Linked DNA regions of Arachis hypogaea: region 2 is linked to region 1. Evidence: chromatin contacts called from public Hi-C data. All regions are on one chromosome and are shown on one strand. Each heading gives the region's core, a stretch centred on a gene start, on an enhancer-like site or on the middle of the called end of the contact. The rest is flanking DNA. Distances are from core to core; before and after follow the strand shown. Region 1 holds the start of LOC112734674 (psbP domain-containing protein 1, chloroplastic). Region 2 holds the start of LOC112734701.

Region 1 (5,446 bases), core at 1,530-4,029:
TCTTAATATTTTTGTGATTCACTCTTGTTTCAGGGTTAGAAAATTGAAGAGCACCCCAATATATGTAAAGCCACAGTTGACATCAGATGGTGGGACATGCCGTCTTAACGTAATGGTTGGCTCAAGAAACGATCATGGAAAGACTATTGATTCAGTTACAGTTCAGTTTCAGCTTCCTTCATGTATTTTATCTGCGGATCTTACCTCAAATCATGGAACCGTAAACATCCTTGCTGACAAGGTACCTAACAATTAGCAACGTTTCTGCTTAATTTTTTGGTCAATTATGTATGTTCGAATACAACCTACTTTGCTCTATACTTCAGCATGCAATTTGAAGCTGTCTCTGTATTCTATTTTATCAGACATGCACTTGGAACATTGGTCGGATTCCAAAAGATAAAGCACCTTCAATGTCTGGAACGATGGTGCTCGAGACTGGATTGGAGCGCCTTCATGTCTTCCCTACATTTAGAGTGGGTTTTAAGATGATGGGTGTTGCTCTCTCTGGCCTGCAAATAGATAAACTGGATTTGAAGACTGTACCTTACCGTTTCTACAAAGGTTTTCGAGCTGTTACCCGTGCAGGCGAATTTGAAGTCAGATCATAACCTTGTGTATCCCATTAAGAAGTCCTCTGAGACATGATGAGATTCTAGAGATGAAATTCTGCTACATAATGGCTGGTTTTATTTGTAAAGTGAATACTTAATAGTGTGTTCTGCTGTCTGAAATATCTTGTTTTCATGAAGCAGCATTGCCACTTATAATTTGAATATAATGTGTTATCTTTTGGTCTTTAAATTGGCATTAGTGTGAGTGAATTGTATGTTTTTCAGATGAATGAACGGTTTCTATTACTTATCTAAACTTTTGTTGAGTACCAAGTGCATCAAAGATGAGAACAATGACAAACACACTGTCAAAATCTGATACATTGAAGATAATGAAGAATTGAACTGTTAATGTTTATCTTAACACCTCAATCTTCTAATTGGGTTAATTCCAGTAGTTACAAGCTCATTAGTTAGAATCAAGGAGAACGGTTTATGATTATGCCAGATTAAGTACCAATCTTGTTGACTCGAAAAGAATCCATGACTTGGCGAAGATCATTTTGTTCCTCTGCAAAGACATTCTCCGGCACCTGCAATCTCAGCTCATAGAGTTGGTTGTTTTCAACCCCTAGAGCCGAAAGATACCTCCGATCCCACTCCATTCGCACCACGCGCTCTTGTGGCATAACAGCAAGCTCATTGTTATTTGCATATGACTTTATGTTTACCTATATATTCGATTTGATCGGATTCAGTTCAATGCACGGAAATGAAACTCATACTCAAAATGTAACTGTAACTGTAACTGTAAACCAAACCAAACCAACCTCAACTTGGTAGTACAACTTGCCATCATCAGCAACTCTTGAAGTTGTAGAAAGGATGTTGGATTCGCGTCGAACACCAAGCCTTGTAGACATGAACTCGGTGAGATACTGCTTGAGGACCTTCTTTCCGGCATCTTCAGGTGTACCCAAGTCCTGGACACTCTTGTATCTGGAAGATGAAGGGGATGAAATCTCCACAGATACATTTTCGTCGAGAATGTAAGGGTCTCTGAAGAATATGTCAGCACCAGCACCTCGTACTTGGATCCAGTTGCTGGGATACCTGAATGAGTAGCCATCAAATGCGTCTATGTATTCGCGCAACGGAAGCGACTGCTGAGCCAATGCATCAGAGCCAGCTTCAAAGACAATGTAAGTTGATAGGAGCAAGGACAAGGCTTTCCTCCTTGAAACTGCAAAAGCCTTAGTCTGATTCATTCATTATACATTATAATTAATTAGCAGACACATATATATGCCTAAAACACAATTACCTTTGGAAAATTAGAGCCTAAATTATCATTTTTTATATACTATGTTATAAATCCCCTTACATATTTTACTTGAATATAGACTATCATACTTGAATTTAACTCTAGATAATTAACTTATCGTATCATTTCTATTATTATCGGATTATAAAACTTAACTTGCAAGGGGCAATACGCCGTGCTCGACCCAGCTCTAGAGAAATACTTGCATAATCCTAGAGTATATTTAATACGCGTTCTAAAAATTTATTTTTATCCAAACTGCAATAATGTGTTGGGTTTTTTATGCGTTAAAAACATGCAATTTGGATGTCTCATACTATCCTCCAACCCGATAGACTAAAGACTAATTCGTCGCGAATCTAAGCTCTATTTAAGAGTCAACCGCTAGCCAATAAGTTAGAACATGAACAAGGATTCAAATCCGACACTTTCCAAGTTGGTTATGCAAAACATAACTATTATAACATAATAGATGAGAAAGGTAATTTATTATATAAAAACAGAATCAAAGAAGAGCATAAAACAGAGAAAGAAATTGATAGATATGGTATCAAACTATCACAACTACATGGCCACACCAACCAGTGAAATTTGTTATAAAACATTATTTGGAGTTCAATCAAATTCTTTTATGAGAATTCTATTTGATAAAGTTAACACACACCTTGGAAGAGTAATCACAGGGCAATTGTTGAGTGATAGAGGCTGCTTTCATCTGCCATTGTTTTCTCTTGAAGTGAATATGAGAGTAGTGAAGCTTAGTTCCAGAAAATTCAGAAAGAGTGGAAGCTAATGGGGAGAAGAAGAAGAAGCTTCCTTCTTCTGCCACTGCCACAATCTTCGCCATGCTTCCTCCTTAGTTTGTGTTATCTCATTCTGATAACTGATAAGAATAAACAATTAAAAAATTATATTATTAATTAATTATTTTAAAGAAAAAAATTGAGCCAGACAAAAAAAAAATTGGGCCTTATATAAAGCTAGCTAGCCCAATGCAGTATCCATAAAAAAATATATGAACATCTTTCTAAATACTAAATGGATTAATGGTAGATATTTTTTATACCTTGAAATCTTGAGAGATTATCAACTCTTTTAAAAGGGTAAAATAGAATATAGTTTACTTATTGAATTTTATCTCATGTTTGAATTGTTGTGTCCAATTGTATCTTAATAAAAAAAATTCTGATACGTTTGGTCATATCTAAATACCATCACGTATTAACGTGTTCAGTCTTATTCTTAATATGTATTTTTTAAATGAGTTTAGAAATAGTATATTAATACTTTATATAATTAAAAAATTAATTTCTATTTTAATATCAATAAAATATTAAAATATCATTAATTTATCCAAAAATACTTTATATTATATGTGTGTGTGTTTTCCTGCATAAGATTTTAAAATTTGTGTGTCCGCATATTCCGTGTCGTGTCGTGTCTCATATCCGTGTCAGTATCGGTACATTATAGCTCATAGATAATTTCTAACTTAATTAATGTTTTAAAATGTGAAATTCAACACCTTAACATTATCAAATGGTGCAATAATAATAATAATAATAATAATAATAATAATAATAATAATAATAATAATAATAATAATAATAATAATAAGTTACATATTTCTTTTTCAAAATGAAATTTATATTATGTGTTTTCAGTTACAAAATTACTCCTTAATACAAATGTATTTTTGAAAGAAAACAGCCAAAGATCTGTTTTCCACTGTTTGATAACTCGTTAGGGTGTCAAATTTCACTTTTTAAAACATTTAAAGAGATAAAATACATATCAACCAAAGTTAAGTAATCTTTTTGTCCTAAATATTTTGTCTATTTTCTTTAAAATCTTTTCTTCACCCTATTTTTGTTTTGAAGACTCTTAAGCTTACTAATTAATGCTATTCTAAACATTACGCTTAAAAAATATTTAGGACAAAAATAAAATGAAAAAATGTTAGAAATAAAATTGAAATTTGAACAAAACATTTGGACAATATATATATATATATATATATATATATATATATATATATATATATATTTAATTTGTTGGTATATATGTACAAAATTTATTGAAATATATGATGATGTAATATATATCTATATATACAAGTTGAATGGAAAAATTAGAATCAATTCACCTGAAAACAAGTCATCTTTTACTAGAAATGACCTAAAAATCAACAAGTACTAAGTTCAAGATGCCATTGCCTTTTCCTTTCCTTTGGGTGACCTTGTATTTTTTGTTGGCCTGGTGCCATTGCCGTTCAATATGTATATAAAATTTAATTTTGATACACTATCAGTGTAAAATTATTTTACACATACATTCAATCATATAACGTCATATTAGTAAAAATACCTACCTTTTATATTAATCGCATAAATGATTATCTAAGAGAACGATTGTGATTGTACGATTGTATAAAACGTTTTATACTGTTTCTGCATAAAAATTAAACTCTATATATATATGGTGCTAAAATAAAAAAATTAAATAAAATAACCAGCTAGCTAATAGCTACAATGGAGGGTCCCTTGGTTCTTGGATTTTAGTTACCATGGAAAGAAAAAAAATTGCGTCTAATAAGAATATATGAACATGAATTTTGATGGCTATGAGTAAAGATCAATCACCCAATAATATTCTCTTTGACATGTGAACATGAACTCTATCATGCAATTGTCAAAGAATGCCCACAAAGCTACTAAGAAAAATGGACATGCTTTCTAAATACTAGCGTTTTAATAGACACGTGTCTATTAGATTGTTTTTTCAAATTTTATGTAATACGATAAATATAAAATAACTATAGTAATTTAGTAGTTAAAAAAATACATTGTTTTATAATTTAATTAGGTTCAACTCAACTTTATAACTATTATTGAATTATATTCTATAAAAAATTGGGTGAGCAACCAAACTATAGTTATTTTGGTGATCATACTTGACAATAAAAATATTGTGGATTGGATGAATGAAAATAGGTACAAGTTGGGACTTTAGAGTTTAGAATATTGAGAAATAAAACTCATGTGGCTAAATCAACTTGGGTTGGTCGAGTGGTTAGCTCACTTGTTCGCTTAAGTAAGTGTCGGGGGTTTGAATCCCGTCTTAGCTTGTGTATGCAGTAACCCATTGGTCAGCGGCAGACCCTTAAATGGAGCTCAAATCCGCAACGGATTAATCTTTGACCTGTTAGGTTGGTGGATAGGAATACCGTGGGGAACCAAAAAAAAACTCGTGGCTAACACAAGTGATCCAAAATGTGGGAATGAAATTTATGGATAGCAACACATTCAAAGAAATGAAGGTTTGAGAAAGCTTGACAAAGGAAACGAGGCAGCATTGGGTACACTGGAATTAAAAAGAATGGAATGCAACCAACAGAAGAACGTGCTTGTGCTAAGAGTATAAACATGGTGTTTTGTATGAATTTTTTTCCCCTTTCTTGTTATATAATTTCTAGTCTGATTTGATGTTGAACTATATTAAGTAGTGTTGGACTATTTTTTATGACAATGTCAAAAAGAGTAATGTAATACTACTAAAGCTGGGTTTC
Region 2 (5,446 bases), core at 2,173-4,672, 160 kb after region 1:
AAATGAAGCATCACAGCCTACTCAGTCAAGATAGGCTTCTTCGTCGTTTAGTCTGGCTGCTCGGTGTTCTCACCTCAAGATGGGGAATTGCATTGCTTGAAACCTTCCTATGTGTTTGAGATAGCCTCGGATTATATTGATTTTTCGATCTACTTAGAGCCGATGGAGGACTAGAAATTTCAATAGAACTGATCTCAAAAGGTTTATCTGCATTTGAGTCACATGAAGATGAATCCACTCCCCAAAAGTCTTCTGAAGAGATACTTCTAGTTTTATCTGTGCACGCAGCACTATGTGATGATTGAACCATTTTTGATACATGGTATTCTCTTGAACCAGCCTGATCATTACACATTGTTGAAGAATCAGGAATATTGCCATACTGTATAATTTCAGAAGTGGACCGATGGATCAATAGCATGTTTGGATTAGCTTTTAGAAACCCTGAACCATGATTTTGGAAAAAGCTATTTAAGATGAACTTTTTCTAAAACCATGGCTCAGGGTCATCAAAAACTAAACTAAACATGCTATATAATTTCAGCAGAGAATTAATGGATACCATGGCTGATTTAGCTTTTGGAAACTCAAAGCCATGGTTTGGAAAACAGCTAAACTTATCTCCATTTAGTTGTTTCCCAAACTATGGTTTTGGGCCACCAAAAAGTATACTCCTTCGGTTTCATATAGCATGCTCGGTATAGGCTGACGAAAACCTAAAACCATGGTTGGGTTGCATCAGTAGCATAAACCGAGCATGCTATAAGTCAATTCTTGAAAGGGCTCGAAACAAAGAAGGATCATGAATCCAGGAAAAATATTGCTTTTGAAGTATTTTCTTAATTTCCATTCCCTGCCCCTTTCTCCACTTTATGCACTGATGTATTGTTAAGGTGCCAACTGCCATGTATCAAACAGGACACAAACAAAAACCAGACATTTCAGCTAAGTATCTCTCTAACATCCTATAGAAGGAACTAACTAAACATTTTTCATAGACTGGTGAACAACAATTAATGTACATAACCAACAAATAGCTCATAAACAATTGGAGATATAACTCCCCAATATCATTTTTAAGGATTTATCTTTACCCGTCTAGAGACTACTTCAGCATCTGTGTCACTGCTTTCATAGCATACCCTCATTGATGGGACCGAGCGGAGGTGATTATTCATGAAAGTATGATGCTGCTGTCTTTCTTCAAACATAGCTATACTTCCACCATCCAAAATCGAATCCGCAAATTTCTCAGCATCTTGCTTCTCTTCGTTTGTTTCGAATTGTATATGCATACTTCTATCTTCATTTACAAGGTAATAATTTTCAGATGGGGAGAATGGGAAGGATTCTTGCTGTTCAATGCTGACTGGAGAGTGCTGTGATGATGATCCGTCTTGAGGCAGTGTGTGGAAGATCGAACCCATGTCCACATCTGGCGACTCAAACATCTAAAACAGACATAAAAGATATATTAACTATCCCCAAACTTTTTTAAAATGCATAAACCAAGAAATAGAGATCAAAATGATGCTTCTGCTTACACTTGGGACACTCTCATCTGCTTCTTCCATATGAGTGCTAGGTTCCCCCTCATCACAAGCTTGTGCATCAGTTCCATCTTCGGATTTTCTCTCGGCTTTCTTCATCAAGCGACACAAAACAAAATTCCTCTGCAGAATGTTGAGTATAATCAGCACTGAAAAATTGATACTACAATGGAGACTATCACAAATTCAGTTCATTGGAGACTTCATCTAGAAACAGCTTAAATAGCAAAAATCAACAATTCAATAGTATTCCACTATTTAATGAAAACCAATGATGAATTGTTCCACCAATCAACAAAAAAGAATGAATTAGGGGGGAAAAAGTGAGTCATGATTCATGATTCATGAAGAGACTATGACACAAAATACAAACATGGGAATAATTCCAATGACATAATCACCAATCAGATAAGGAAACATCAAAATCACAAGAAGGAGCAACAACAACCATACACTATAATAGTAATTTATACCAACAAAACATATAGATAAAAAACAAAAGTGAACACTTAAATTGGTCCAAAGAAATTTAGATCTACCACTTTGTTCTCCAACAAATTTTTTACTCTCTCGGTCATTTTCAATTATGCATTTTGAACAAACAAGTCCCTATCAAAGACAATTAGGTCTAAAAGAAATTAGTCCCCTTCAAAAAGTAATTCTAGAGTACCTCAAAATTTGTTGAACAACCAAAGTATGATATGAAATAGAATCAACTTGGGTATTTATTATAGAAACAAAGATCAATTTCCAAAACAGATGAAAACTAATCAAGGCAAAACTTATCTGGAAAAAGAAAAACCATATGTACCTGGCTATCATCAAAGGTAGTAGCATGATACTCATGGATAACCCAATTGGTTTTGACACCATTAGGAACACGGCCACTATAGAAAACCAGTGTCTTCTTGCTCCCAATTACATTGGTAGTTCCTCTTTCCTTTATGTATCTATCTTGTCCTGTGGCTTTCCAATATCCTCCTTTGGTTGCCCTGTTTGATCTTTTGCTCTTTCCATACTTGTAATCACGTCCACTAAAGAAGAACCATTCTGGATCATCCGATTTTATCTTTGATAATGCTGACACACAAAACCCAATTCATCAATCATCAAACATCATCATACTAAGTTACTAACATGAAGAAAAGTTTCAAACTTTGTGACATTAAGATCATGGGGTTGTGACAAAAAAACAAAAGGTACAAGCTTTGTCTCATGAAGATGATGGGGTTGTTGAATAATTGTATATTTATTACTTCATTTTCTTAAATTTTGAATACCAGATAGGATCATCAAACATGAAAAAGGTGCAAACTTTGATACATGAAAATGATGGGGTGGTTTTATTTATTATGGGTTTACCTGGAATTTGCCAAGGTTCAACCTTGCAAAGATCAATGTCAGGGATAATATTGATTGGAAAATTGTCATTTAGGAGCTTGTGATTGAGGTAATAGCTCACAAGCTCTTCATCTGTTGGCTTGAATCTGAATCCAACAGGAATGAAATCAAGTATTGGAAATGGAATTGTGGCACTTCTAGCCATTTTTGTTTTCTTTTTTTTTTTTTTTTGAAGATGAAAATTGTTTAAAGCTTTGGTTGAAGAAGAAGAAGAAGGTGATGAAGGTGATGATGATTGATGAAGAAGACGAAGATGAAGAAACAGAGTAAAGAGAAGAAGCAGCACTGAAGCGAAGCAGAGAGTGTTGGTTATGAGTGATTGGTTTGTGTCGAATTTGTAATGCAACGAAGTTAGTCATTGACTTGACTTTGAAATTTGGCGTAAGGGAGAAGTTTCAATTTTTTTTTCTTTTTTTTTTTCGTAACTTCGTAGAGTAAGATAAAAAGCAAAACACACGGTTAGAAATTATCTAATCAAATTCGTTGGTCGGAGAAACAAATATAAAAAATTTGTGGTATAACTTATACACATATAAAACTAAAAGATACAATAAAAATTTCAAAAAATAATTATTTAATTTAAAAAGTATTTTTATATAAAAAAAATACTTTTAATCACAGTGAAAAAGAAATAGAGCGGTGGAAATGGAATAACAATAATTTCAAAAAAAATTGTTATTTACAGAATTGAAATTAGTGTATTGACTAATTTACTGTTTTCCTATATAAATATAGTACTGAGAATAAATTTAAATTAATCAAGATAATAATTAACAAAATATATGATTTTATAAATTATATACAATGAAAGATATTTTAAAAAAAATAATTTGAACACTAAATTATTTGTTGGGAATAAGTAGTATGACCACAATCAAATCAATCACGTATCAAATAATTTGTTATTATTATTATATTAAAATGTTAATATATTGACGTCCTTAATTAAATTTAGAGATTTATCATTGTGATAGTGATCACAACATTGAGAGATAAATCTTTTATAATTTAATCTAAATTGTTCTTGGTCATAGGATTATTAAAAAGGACATTAATAATCCGAAAATATCAATATATATATAATGGTCTTCATTGGATGAAGATTAATAGATCTCATTTATTAAATTATATATATAGATGGTGTATATAGGGATATGACCATTGAACTGACTCACTTTGAGAATTCCTAAATCCTAATGGTTACAATTACCGCATATTTGTCAATAGGATATTCTCAAGATGAACATAGTAATAGAGTTTTCTTTGATCTGCGACTGTCATAGTAATTAACAATGTATTTATTATACTTTGATTCCGGACACCTAATACCCTAGGGTGTAGTTGAATGGACATTGGGTATGATTTAAATACTTGTAGAATTAATAATTAGTCAATAAGGAATCCGTCAACTGTTAGTAAAGAGTTTGAGCTCTATGATTATAATGACTGAGATAATGAAACCTTGGCCAAGGGAATTGAATGAATGAATAAATGAGTTTCTTAAGTCATTCACAGTTCATTATAATAATGGTAACATGTTAGAGTTTGACAATTAACCATACTCTAAGGATTAACCAAGAGCTGGAAAGATGGAAGGAATTATACTTTGTTCTTCTAAGGTTCTTAGTAAAAAATATTACTTCATACTATCGGGTCGTTGAGGAGCGTTGCTAGACGCCAACCTTGATTAGTAAATTTAGTATGACTAATTTACTACCCGCTTAGTATTAAACCTATGGAGTCACACACTAACGAGTGTTCTAATCTTTGCTGTAGAATTATTTAATTATTATTTTGATTTGATCAAACAAATAATTATATTAATTCAAATGGAATATTATTATATTTTTTGCTAGCACCAAGAATATAATAATAATATGATAATTAAGAATATTAAATGATATTTGAGAATAATTAGTTATTCTATTTCAAAATTTGAATTCTAAATTTGGACAAGATCCTAACTGATTCTGTTTCAAATTGAGTTATGATATGATTCATAAATTTGAAGGATTCAGATTTAGAATTTTAAGATATGATTCAAATTTGAATTGAGATTCAAATTTAAAATCATTAACAAATCTCATACTATATATATGTATGCAAGAGTAGAGGAATCACAGAAACGAGATAATAACAAGAGTTTTTATTCCTTTACCTCTACACACATAAACGTATGTGAGCCTGATTCTTGGAGAAGAAATTTATGGCGTGCAAAGAGTTGCAAGAAGTTTATCAATTTAAATCAGATGTCCATTGGTCAAGGAGTTGACAGCAAATGTTGGTCTCGGTGTGGATACGCATAGCGCCTTCGTACCATCAAAGGATAAAGTGATTTTTACTAAAACGTCTAAAGGTATTTTGATATGATCTATATATTATTGGAATAAAGTTTAAGCACAAAAATAGATTTTTAAGGATTACTTTCTTTTCTTCCGCTACGTGTTATGAACGCATGGTAATCTTTCAGTGGTATCAGAGTTTTGGCTTTTTTG

The links. A called contact is a pair of places that touch in the nucleus more often than the background predicts.
Region 2: a contact with region 1 is called in a Hi-C map of leaf, with 2.5 times the contacts expected there. The contact joins the promoter of LOC112734701 here to the promoter of LOC112734674 in region 1.

Annotation. Positions count from the first base shown.
Region 1 is chr2:5,865,097-5,870,542 of arahy.Tifrunner.gnm2.J5K5, forward strand. It overlaps LOC112734674 (psbP domain-containing protein 1, chloroplastic), which reads right to left and starts at 2,780. Exons shown (of 3, transcript XM_025784097.3): 1 at 2,543-2,780; 2 at 1,385-1,813; 3 at 921-1,285. The coding sequence starts at 2,725. The coding sequence ends at 1,064. LOC112734650 (AP-3 complex subunit mu) reads left to right here. Exons shown (of 9, transcript XM_025784064.3): 8 at 34-241; 9 at 366-870. The coding sequence ends at 611.
Region 2 is chr2:6,022,308-6,027,753 of arahy.Tifrunner.gnm2.J5K5, forward strand. LOC112734701 reads right to left here and starts at 3,423. Exons shown (of 6, transcript XR_011870564.1): 1 at 2,913-3,423; 2 at 2,362-2,630; 3 at 1,545-1,673; 4 at 1,095-1,451; 5 at 74-900.